Regions from separate parts of the Mus musculus genome. Here all the other regions are linked to region 1. A link is a contact called in public promoter capture Hi-C data. All regions are on one chromosome and are shown on one strand. Each heading gives the region's core, a stretch centred on a gene start, on an enhancer-like site or on the middle of the called end of the contact. The rest is flanking DNA. Distances are from core to core; before and after follow the strand shown. Region 1 holds the start of Prc1 (protein regulator of cytokinesis 1). Region 2 overlaps Ticrr (TOPBP1-interacting checkpoint and replication regulator). Region 3 has its middle 28 kb from the start of Zscan2.

What was found. Promoter capture Hi-C pulls out the DNA fragments that hold promoters and counts their contacts.
Region 2: a contact with region 1 is called in a promoter capture Hi-C map of embryonic stem cells, with 2.5 times the contacts expected there. The contact joins the enhancer-like site here to the promoter of Prc1 in region 1. A contact is called at or near these places in 6 of 39 promoter capture datasets (cranial neural crest, embryonic stem cells, frontonasal cranial neural crest and 1 more), 13 of 484 Hi-C or Micro-C datasets (embryonic stem cells, erythroblasts, neural progenitor cells and 1 more), 6 of 115 datasets of contacts at active chromatin or transcription factors (embryonic stem cells, epiblast stem cells and extraembryonic endoderm stem cells) and 1 of 9 other capture datasets (embryonic stem cells).
Region 3: a contact with region 1 is called in a promoter capture Hi-C map of pre-B cells, with 4 times the contacts expected there. The contact joins the enhancer-like site here to the promoter of Prc1 in region 1. A contact is called at or near these places in 5 of 39 promoter capture datasets (the C10 cell line, liver, neutrophils and 1 more), 2 of 115 datasets of contacts at active chromatin or transcription factors (astrocytes and memory CD8 T cells) and 1 of 9 other capture datasets (macrophages).

What each region holds. Positions count from the first base shown.
Region 1 is chr7:80,292,904-80,295,862 of GRCm38.p6, forward strand. Prc1 (protein regulator of cytokinesis 1) reads left to right here and starts at 1,573. Exons shown (of 15, transcript NM_001374624.1): 1 at 1,573-1,688. The coding sequence starts at 1,678. It also overlaps a transcript of Rccd1 not described here.
Region 2 is chr7:79,679,004-79,681,962 of GRCm38.p6, forward strand. It overlaps Ticrr (TOPBP1-interacting checkpoint and replication regulator), which reads left to right. Exons shown (of 22, transcript NM_029835.1): 8 at 12-163; 9 at 1,905-2,005; 10 at 2,807-2,900. Among named protein-coding and RNA genes, the nearest start is that of Ticrr, 20 kb to the left of the region's middle. Within about 2 kb of position 1,423, at least 3 of the 459 cell types and tissues checked have an H3K27ac peak or open chromatin away from gene starts, as enhancers often do. A contact at or near this core is called in embryonic stem cells, where this site is marked.
Region 3 is chr7:80,831,753-80,834,711 of GRCm38.p6, forward strand. No RefSeq gene overlaps it. Among named protein-coding and RNA genes, the nearest start is that of Zscan2, 28 kb to the right of the region's middle. Within about 2 kb of position 1,424, at least 161 of the 459 cell types and tissues checked have an H3K27ac peak or open chromatin away from gene starts, as enhancers often do. A contact at or near this core is called in memory CD8 T cells and pre-B cells, where this site is marked.

The sequences.
Region 1 (2,959 bases), core at 323-2,822:
TGTAATTTTACTACTGTTATGAATCAAATATCTGTTATGTAGGATGTCTGCTATTCTACTCCTGTGATAGGGCTATTTGACACCCCCCCCCCCCCAAAGGGCTCAAGACCCACATTTTGAGAATCACAGCTTTGGATTCTACTTCCTAGACCCATGCAGTGGGAGGAGAAAACTGAATCTTTTAAGTTGCCCTCTATTCTCCACACATGACCACCCCATATACACACACAAATTTAATAAATGTATTTATCATAAAAAAGAGAAGCAAATAATGAGACTCTTATAGATGGTACAGTTGACCAATACAGAAAAGCAGACAATTTTAGTTATAATTCAGTATAAACTAGATTTTGTTTTATTTTGGGCCTATAGATGGAAGCTAGTGGTTTAAAAGCGCATTGCTAATCACCAGTGCTGTGGGTAACAAGGATACTCCAGGTAAAGTTTGGTGCAGAAGATAGGTTAATAAGTACCTCTTCGCAAAGGAGAATTCAATAATTACACTTCTACAAATCATTTTGGAGGAGGTAGCAAAAAAGAAATTCATCTCAGCTTTATTACAAATTTTAGTCTGAGTAGCAAAGGAGATACTCCCATAGCAGTGTATTAGGTAATAGTAAATCATTGAAAATGGGATACAGATGCTATGGGTCAGTGGGAAGAAAAGGACACACAAATACTTTGGTTGTTTTTTGTTTTTGTTTTTTGTTTGTTTGTTTGTTTGTTTTGGTTTTTCGAGACAGGGTTTCTCTGTGTAGCCCTGGCTGTCCTGGAACTCACTTTGCGGACCAGGCTGGCCTCGAACTCAGAAATCCGCCTGCCTCTGCCTCCCAAGTGCTGGTATTAAAGGCGTGCGCCACCACGCCCGGCTACACAAATACTTTGATGTCATGTTCAAATTGTGGAGTTTTCCTGATTTACCTAAATCTTATAATGTGCAAGAAAAACAAAGCCCAAATCACCATTTGCTCACAGCTAAATTGGGCAAGTCAGTTTTTTCCTGTAGCCCAAACTATTTCCCTGTCCTGTCTCTGCCGCCTACGTTCTGGAAAAGCTACTCAAATCTTTTTCTTCAGGATAGTGATGATCATTATTAACAGGTGTGTTCTAATGATTAAATGCGATAAACTTGTCCACTAAGGTACCAGGACCAAGAGCCTGGTTTTTTTTTCCTTCTAAGCTTTCCTGCTAGTCCCTGCTCCTCTTGGGACATTGGAGAGTAGCAAGAAGTCGAGCTGTTCTGGCAGTCTACCCAATACTTCTCAGGAAGCACAAAAATTTGAAACCCAACGGCAGCAACTCAGTGGGTACCGGTGACATCATCGGCCACACCCCTACACCCCACCCTTGAGGCGGGCATAGGTGCACGCATGCGCATATTGAGGCCCGCACGCTCCCCGTGCAAGCGCTTCCCACGCCCTAGGCGGTCTCTGTATCCCAGGCCTAGGCAGCAGCCCTTCGCAGGAGGGGCGGGACGAGGGCGGGGCTCCGTGAGTGGCGGACGCGGTAACCAATTGTCATTTGGCACCGCCTCTGGCTCGGTTTGAATTCCGCGGGGTCCAACGGCTCGAGAGTGGAGACGGACTCCGGGTGAAGTCTGCTGCGGCTGGTTACCGTTCTCCGTCCCGCGCGTGGCAAGTGGAGGGTCTCGATTCTGGACAGCTTGGAGCGTCCACCATGAGGAGAAGGTGCGGGTCTCTTAGGGGCGGGACCCATTACTGAGGTGCGGGTCTGGTACCAGGTTCGACAAGCTGGGTTCGCCGGTCTTCAGGCACCGATGTCTGTGGCTGGGGCGCTCGAAGCCGGCTCCGGAGGGCATCTGTGCCCGAGGCCACTAGCGGGGCGAGCAGCGGGGACAGCGCGGGGTTGACACGCTTCCTCGAGGCCGGGGTGGGTTTGTCTCAGGCCTGGCGTAGCTGGCGGCCGAGCTCAGGTGCCGCCGCAAGTCGCGGCTACTCGGCCTCTTCTCTGTGTAAACGCTGAGCATGTAATGGTGTGGGCTTCTCATCTCTTGAGTATAGTCTGTAATCGCATTGCTCGGGAGGCTAGAACAAAATCGATTCGAGTTTAGCCTAGGAGATGTAGTTTAAGACTAACCTGGGCTACGGAGTGAGACAGTACAAAAAGCCCTGAAGTTTTTTTAACCTTAAAGTTTTAAATGTATCGTTTTTTCTTCGTGTCTTACAGTTCCGCGTTTTTACTTGAGTTAGGAAGACGGCTTGAGCCGGCCAGTGGTGGCACACGCCTTTAATCCCACCACTTGGGAGGCGGAGGCAGGCGGATTTCTGAGTTCGAGGATAGCCAGGGCTACAGAGTGAGTTCCAGGACAGCCAGGGTTACACAGAGAAACCCTGTCACAAAAAAAAAAAAAAAAAAAAAAAAAAAAAAAAAAAAAAGAAAGAAAGAAAGAAAGGCTTTATTTCCTTGCAAGTTAACAAATTCGAATTCTTTTCCGGTCGTTTTAAGATTCCCAGGCGGGGTTAGAGAGATGGTTTAGCGGCTAAAAGCACTGATTGCTCTCCCAGAGGAGGTGGGTTCAATTTCCCAGCACTCACAAGGCAGCTCACAACTGTCTTTAACTCCAGTTCCAGGTGATTTTTGACACCCTCACATACAGACATACATCTAGGAAAAACACCGACGCACCTATGAAAATAAATAAAAAGAATCCTCTATTAAAAAGAAAATTCCCGGGCACTGCTTGGGAGTGCCCGATTGGAAATCCAATCAGAACTGACTCTTTGAGTAAAAGGCTGAATGCCGTTTTCGAATTTATAAAATAATTTTCTGCAACGAGTTGGGTGACAAGGCTTTGTAATTTCTAAGAATCTTGGTTTTGTGATTATAGATTTTGATCATTTTTTTTACCCCCAGATACTTGGCCTCAAGAGTCTGGGAATAGAATGAAAACAACTGACAAGTAGTATTGTGAAAAGAAATTGAGTACAAGGCTAAGGAT
Region 2 (2,959 bases), core at 173-2,672, 610 kb before region 1:
CACCCCCACAGAATTTAAAACCGAGGAGGAGCTTCTGGCTTACATACATGACAACTACCAAAAGGCTGTGGCTACGGAAGAAATCACATTGTATTCATGTGCACAAAATATGGTCTCAACCATTAAAATGTTCCTAAAATCAAAGGACATCAAGGAATTAGAAGTAAGAAAGTCTAGATAATACTGCCATAAATGTAGTGTTTGATGGTTGGTGGGTTTAGTGCACATCCTTAAAGAATTTCCAGTACACTGCACATGATTGAAAAATGATGACTAGGCTGGAGAGATGGCTCATTGTAAAAGCACTGCTTTCCAGAGGACCCAGGATCAACTCCCAGCTACATGGTGGCTCAAAATCTTTAGTAACCAGTTTCAAGCAATCTGATGCCCTCTTCTGCCCTCTTTGGGCACTGCATGCAAAAGGTACACAGATGTACATGCAGTCAAAACACCTATACATGTAAAATAAAATAAAGATATGTGAATAGTTAAAAAAAGAAAAGTGCTGAGTAGAGGATTGGTACAATTCCAGGTTCTGGAATATGAACCTGATAAACCAGAAGCCAGACATTCAAGTGGACTTCTGTCCAATGACACTGCTCTAATTGGTGTTGTGTGTTTATATGAATTAAACTAGCGGTTTTAACCCTAGCTGCTCTTCAGAATGACTTTGTTGTTGTTGATTTTGTTTATTATTTATGTTTGTTTATTTTTTGTGTATATAAGTATTTTGTCTGCATTTATGTCTGCATATTATATGCACTGAATTCCCTGGAACTGGAGTTACAGACATTTGTTAACTACCATGTGGGTGCTGGGAATCAAACCTGGGTCTTCTGGAAGAGCAGACAGTGCTCTTAATTGCCGAGCCATCTCACCAGCCCTGTTGGTTTTTCTTGTTGCTGTTTTGTTTTTTAAAAGATTTATTTATTTTATTTTATAAGAGTACACTGTAGCTGTCTTCAGACACATGGGAAGAGGGCATTGGATACCATTACAGATGGTTGTAAGCCACCATGTTTTTGCTGGGAATTGAACTCCGGCCTCTGGAAGAATAGTCAGTGCTTTTAACTACTGAACCATCTTTCCAGCCCCCTGTTGTTTTGTTTCGAATGCTAGTGTCTGGTCCTTCCATACTGACAGACTAACTCTAGGTCTCTTTGTTTTGGAAGTTGGGCATATATTTGTTTTAAAAATGTCCTGCATAACTCTAACTTATTGAAAACCACAGTTTTAGAATACCTTATTGCCTTTATTCATATTTAATGGCAAAAGCAGGGCTCTTTCTCTATAGTGGGAGAGCTGTTTACAATTATCACAGCTTTGTGTGGACCTTCTCTTTTAAAAGTAAGTGTATGTAGCAGGGTGTGGTGGCATACTCCTTTAATTCCTGCACTTGGAGGCAGAGGTGAGGGAGGGGCGTGTCTTTGTGAGTTCAAGGCCATCCTGGTCTACATGTTAAGTTCCAGGACATCCAGGATGGGGGGTGGGGGGGAGAGACTGGGGGAGGGAGAGAGGGAGGGAGGGAGAGAGAGACTGTCTCAAGGAAAAAAAAGATCTTTCTTTGTGGTGTGTGTATGTATATATGTATGTATGCATGCACACGTGCATGAGAAGTACTTGCAGACTGCAGAGAGCGTATCTGATCCTCAAGAGCTAGAATTACAAGTGGTTGTGAACCGGCTAACATTGATGCCCACTAGCAATCCTCTGCAAGAGCAAGATCTGCTCTCAACCCTAGCCATTGAGCCATCTGTACAGCCCAAGGAACTTTCCTTTAACAGTTCAAATCTAAAAGCTTGCTGTATCTATTAAAAAAAAAAAAAAAGGACCACATTCTCTTTAAGATATCAAAGGGAAAGGTAGGCAACAGTTTTCTCCTTCATAATTACTTTGTATTGCAGGTGGCCTGCCTGAGTCATGTGAACAGTAACCTCTTAAAAACCAGCAAGACCCTTAGACAGAACCTAGCCGGAAAGATGGATACAGAGGACAAAGTCGGAGAGTAAGAAACCACTTTATTTTCACCCGGACTCTAAAACAGGTCTGAGGTTATCTTTGTCATGATCTTTATGATGTTCTGAGGGGCAGTTGGACTCGCCTGATTTCTTAAGACTCGCACCAGTCTTTAGAGAAAACCCTGGATTCCTTCCCTTTTTTTTTTTTTTTAAGAAAGACTATATTATGGGGCCCAGCTGGCCTCAAACTTGCTCTCTAACTGAGTCTGGCCTTGAATTCCATCTCCTACTCCCACCTCATAAATATTGAGATTTAGATGTGTTTTCACCATTCCCAGTTTATCTAGTTGTGGGAATTAAAAGCAGGGCTGGCGGGCCTCAGGCATTCTAGGCAAGCACTTTACCAACTGAGCTGCATCCCCATTCCCCCTACCTGTGCCCTGCTTGCTTGCTTTCTTTCTTTCTTTCTTTCTTTCTTTCTTTCTTTCTTTCTTTCTTTTGGTTTTTCAAGACAGGGTTTCTCTGTATAGCCCTGGCTGTCCTGGAACTCACTCTGTAGACCAGACTGGCCTCAAACTCAGAAATCCGCCTGCCTCTGCCTCCCGAGGGCTGGGATTAAAGGCGTGTGCCACCACTTCCCGGCTTATTTTTTATTTTTTTCCCTCTCTTTTTCAGTACTGGAGATTGAATCCAGGGCTTTCTATATGTGAGGCATATGCTTTAGCCCTGAGCTACATTTCCAGTTCTTGGGCATTGTTTCTACATGAATCAATAGCTCTTTGCTCTAAGAAAGAGTTTCACTAAATAGCATGCAAAGGAGATGTGACCTGGTACTTTGTTTCCTCCAGGTGCCAGCTTCAGGTATTTCTTCGTCTGGAGATGTGTGAGCAGTGCCCCTCAGTCCTGGACCGCCCAGATGAGGTGGAGCGCATAGTGGAGGAGGTAAGCCATGGCTGCCACCCCGAGCATGCTCTCATTCTCTCAGCTTCCCAGCAGAGCCT
Region 3 (2,959 bases), core at 174-2,673, 540 kb after region 1:
GGCTCTGGCAGTGGGCGAGGCGCTGGGGCAGTTATGTCCAGTAGTTATGTCCTTTGTGGTTGTGCCCATATTTTCTTGGATACCTTGGAGGGTCACTGTTAGGATTTGGGAGTCTCTGTCTGTCGTGGTAAGTTTAAACATACTAAATGCCACATTCAGGAGATCTCTGACTGGTTTGAGGGCTAGTACCTACCTGTTTTTAGTTATCTGCTCTAAACTATACCTTGAAAATATAAAACAGAAGACTAAATAAAGCTTAATCTTGAAATTAACTGCATCAGTTCTTAGCATGGCTTCTTATATATTTCTGAACAGATTAAATTATTTGATCATTTACAAGGATACTGGTTATCTATCTCTGTTATGTTTGAGCCTTAAAAGTCAGTTTTGAATTGAAGCTCTTCTAATATCAAAATAAAACTTTTTAACCCCAAAAACATACTCCATAAAGAGACTACCACCCTTTCTGACCTTTATCTGGTATATCATTATAGAGCATAACAGTTTCCCGTGTGATTAGGTTTAAGCCGAAGGCAGTGTCAGCACAGGAAAGGGGTTAACAAGATGGGAAAATGGCAAGAACCTTGATTGGCTGAGGAAGCTGTTATTGGCACGTTGGGCTGACAGGAAGGGCTTGCTGGAGCCTTGCCAGGGCTCAAGCAAGCTGAAAGGAAGTGGTGGTGGGGGCGGAATTTCAAGAGCCAGTGATTCTTAACCTTTGTTAATGCTGTAAACTTCTAAAAAAAAAGGGGGGGGGGATTGCAACCCTATAGGAGGAACAACAATATCAACCAACCAGATCCCCCAGAGCTCCCAGGGACTAAGCCACCAACCAAGGAGTACACATGGCTCCAGCTGCATATGTAGCAGAGGATGGCCTTATCTGGCATCAATGGAAGGAGATGCCCTTGGTCCTGTGAAGGCTTGATGACCCAGTGTTGGGGAATGCCAGGGCGATGAGGAGGGGTTGGGTTGGTGGGTGGGGGAGCATTCTTATAAAAGCAGAGGGAAGGGGGCATGGGATAGGGGGTTTGTGGAGGGGAAACCAGGAAAGGGGATAACATTTGAAATGCAAATAAATAAAATATAGAATTTAAAAAATCCTTAATTTTTATTCCTGGTATCATTACCATAATTTATAGAGCAATATGTACGTTATAAATTATAAATTATAAACCAATATTTTATAAACAAGACATGCAGAACACAGTAAACGTTTAAGAGCAGTCAGAAATAAAGGTGTAGTGGCAAATGTTATTTATATATTTAAAGCAGACAAAAATCTTAATTTCAAGGGATGAGCGCCTTGCCACCTGTTGATCCAACTCTCGTGGGCACTGAGGTTTTGTAGCAGAGAAGCTGAGAGGCAGCTGGTGCTCCTTTAAGAGCAGCTTGCACCAATCACACAGCCCCTGGCTTGCTGTCGGCTTGATCCGGGAAGGAGGCGGGGCTTCTCCACCAGCGCCAGACTCCCTGCTGCAGGTGCAGGGCTCCAAGGGCAGCGCCAGTTCATCCGTTTCTGTTGTCTCAATGCAGCTGCTTCTTTCTAAATACAAAAACACTGTTTTATGAGTTATTAAATATTACTTTCTTATTTAAGTTAGCCTGATTGGTTATATAAGTTTTTTTTATAAGTTTTTTTTTTTAAGATTTATTTATTTATTATATGTAAGTACACTGTAGCTGTCTTCAGACGCACCAGAAGAGGGCATCAGATCTCATTACGGGTGGTTGTGAGCCACCATGTGGTTGCTGGGATTTGAACTCCAGACCTTCGGAAGAGCAGTCGGGTGCTCTTACCCACTGAGCCATCTCACCAGCCCCGCCTGATTGGCTATGATCAAGCACTGGACATTTAAAAATTTCCACCTAAGCTTGGCATAGCGGCATACATCTGTAATTCCGGTATTTGCAAGAGGATTAGGAGTTCATACGCATACTCAAGTACATAGGAGTTCAGGCTAACCTGGGCTAGTGAAACTTAGTTTGGGGGTGAGGGGAGACTAAGAGATAGCTCTGTGGGTAAAGTACTTGCTATACAAGCTTTGGGACCCGAGTTCACACCACTAGCTCTCAGAAAAGGCTCAGCAGGAAAAGTGGCATGGGCGTGGCTACGCATGGGCGTGGCGGTGCATACTTTTGATCCCAGCACACAGGAGGCTACCTGGTCGACATAGTTGAGTTCCAGGATAGCTAGGGATCTATAGAGAAAAAGCCTGTCTCAAAAAACAAACAAAGAAACAAACAAAGAAAAAAAAAAAACATACATCTTCAATCCCAGTACTGGAAAGAGAAGCAGAGAGCAGAGACAGGAGGGACCACCTGAATGAAACACCATGATCAAAAAGCAAGTTGGGAAGGAAAAAGTTTATTTAGCTTATACTTCAACATTACTGTTCATCACCAAAGGAAGTCAGGATAGGAAGGAACTTAAGCAGGCCTGGAACCTGGAGGCAGAAGCTGATGCAGAGGCGGGAGTTGGGGGGGGGGGGTGTTGGGGGGGCTGGAGGGTTGGGGGGGCGTAGGGTGTGTGTGTGTGGGGGGGTGCTGTTAACTGGCTTGTCCTAGCAATATCAGCCAGCTTTCTTATAAAACCCAGGACTACCAGCCCAGGGATAAAACCACCTACAATGGACAGGCTCTCCTGCTTCAATCGCTAATTAAGAAAACATCTTAGGGGGCTGGAGAGATGGCTCAGCCGTTAAGAGCACTGACTGCTCTTCCAGAGGTCCTGAGTTCTATTCCCAGCAACCACATGGTGGCTCACAACCATCTGTAATGGGATCCAATGTCCTCTTCTGCTGTGTCTGACAGCTACAGTGTACTCATATAAATAAAATAAATACATCTTTCCAAAAAAAAAAAAAAAAGAAGAAGAAGAAGAAAACATCTTGGTCTTTGAGAAGTATTTTCTCTATTGAGGTTTCTTCCTTTCAGATGACTCTAGCTTGTGCCAAGT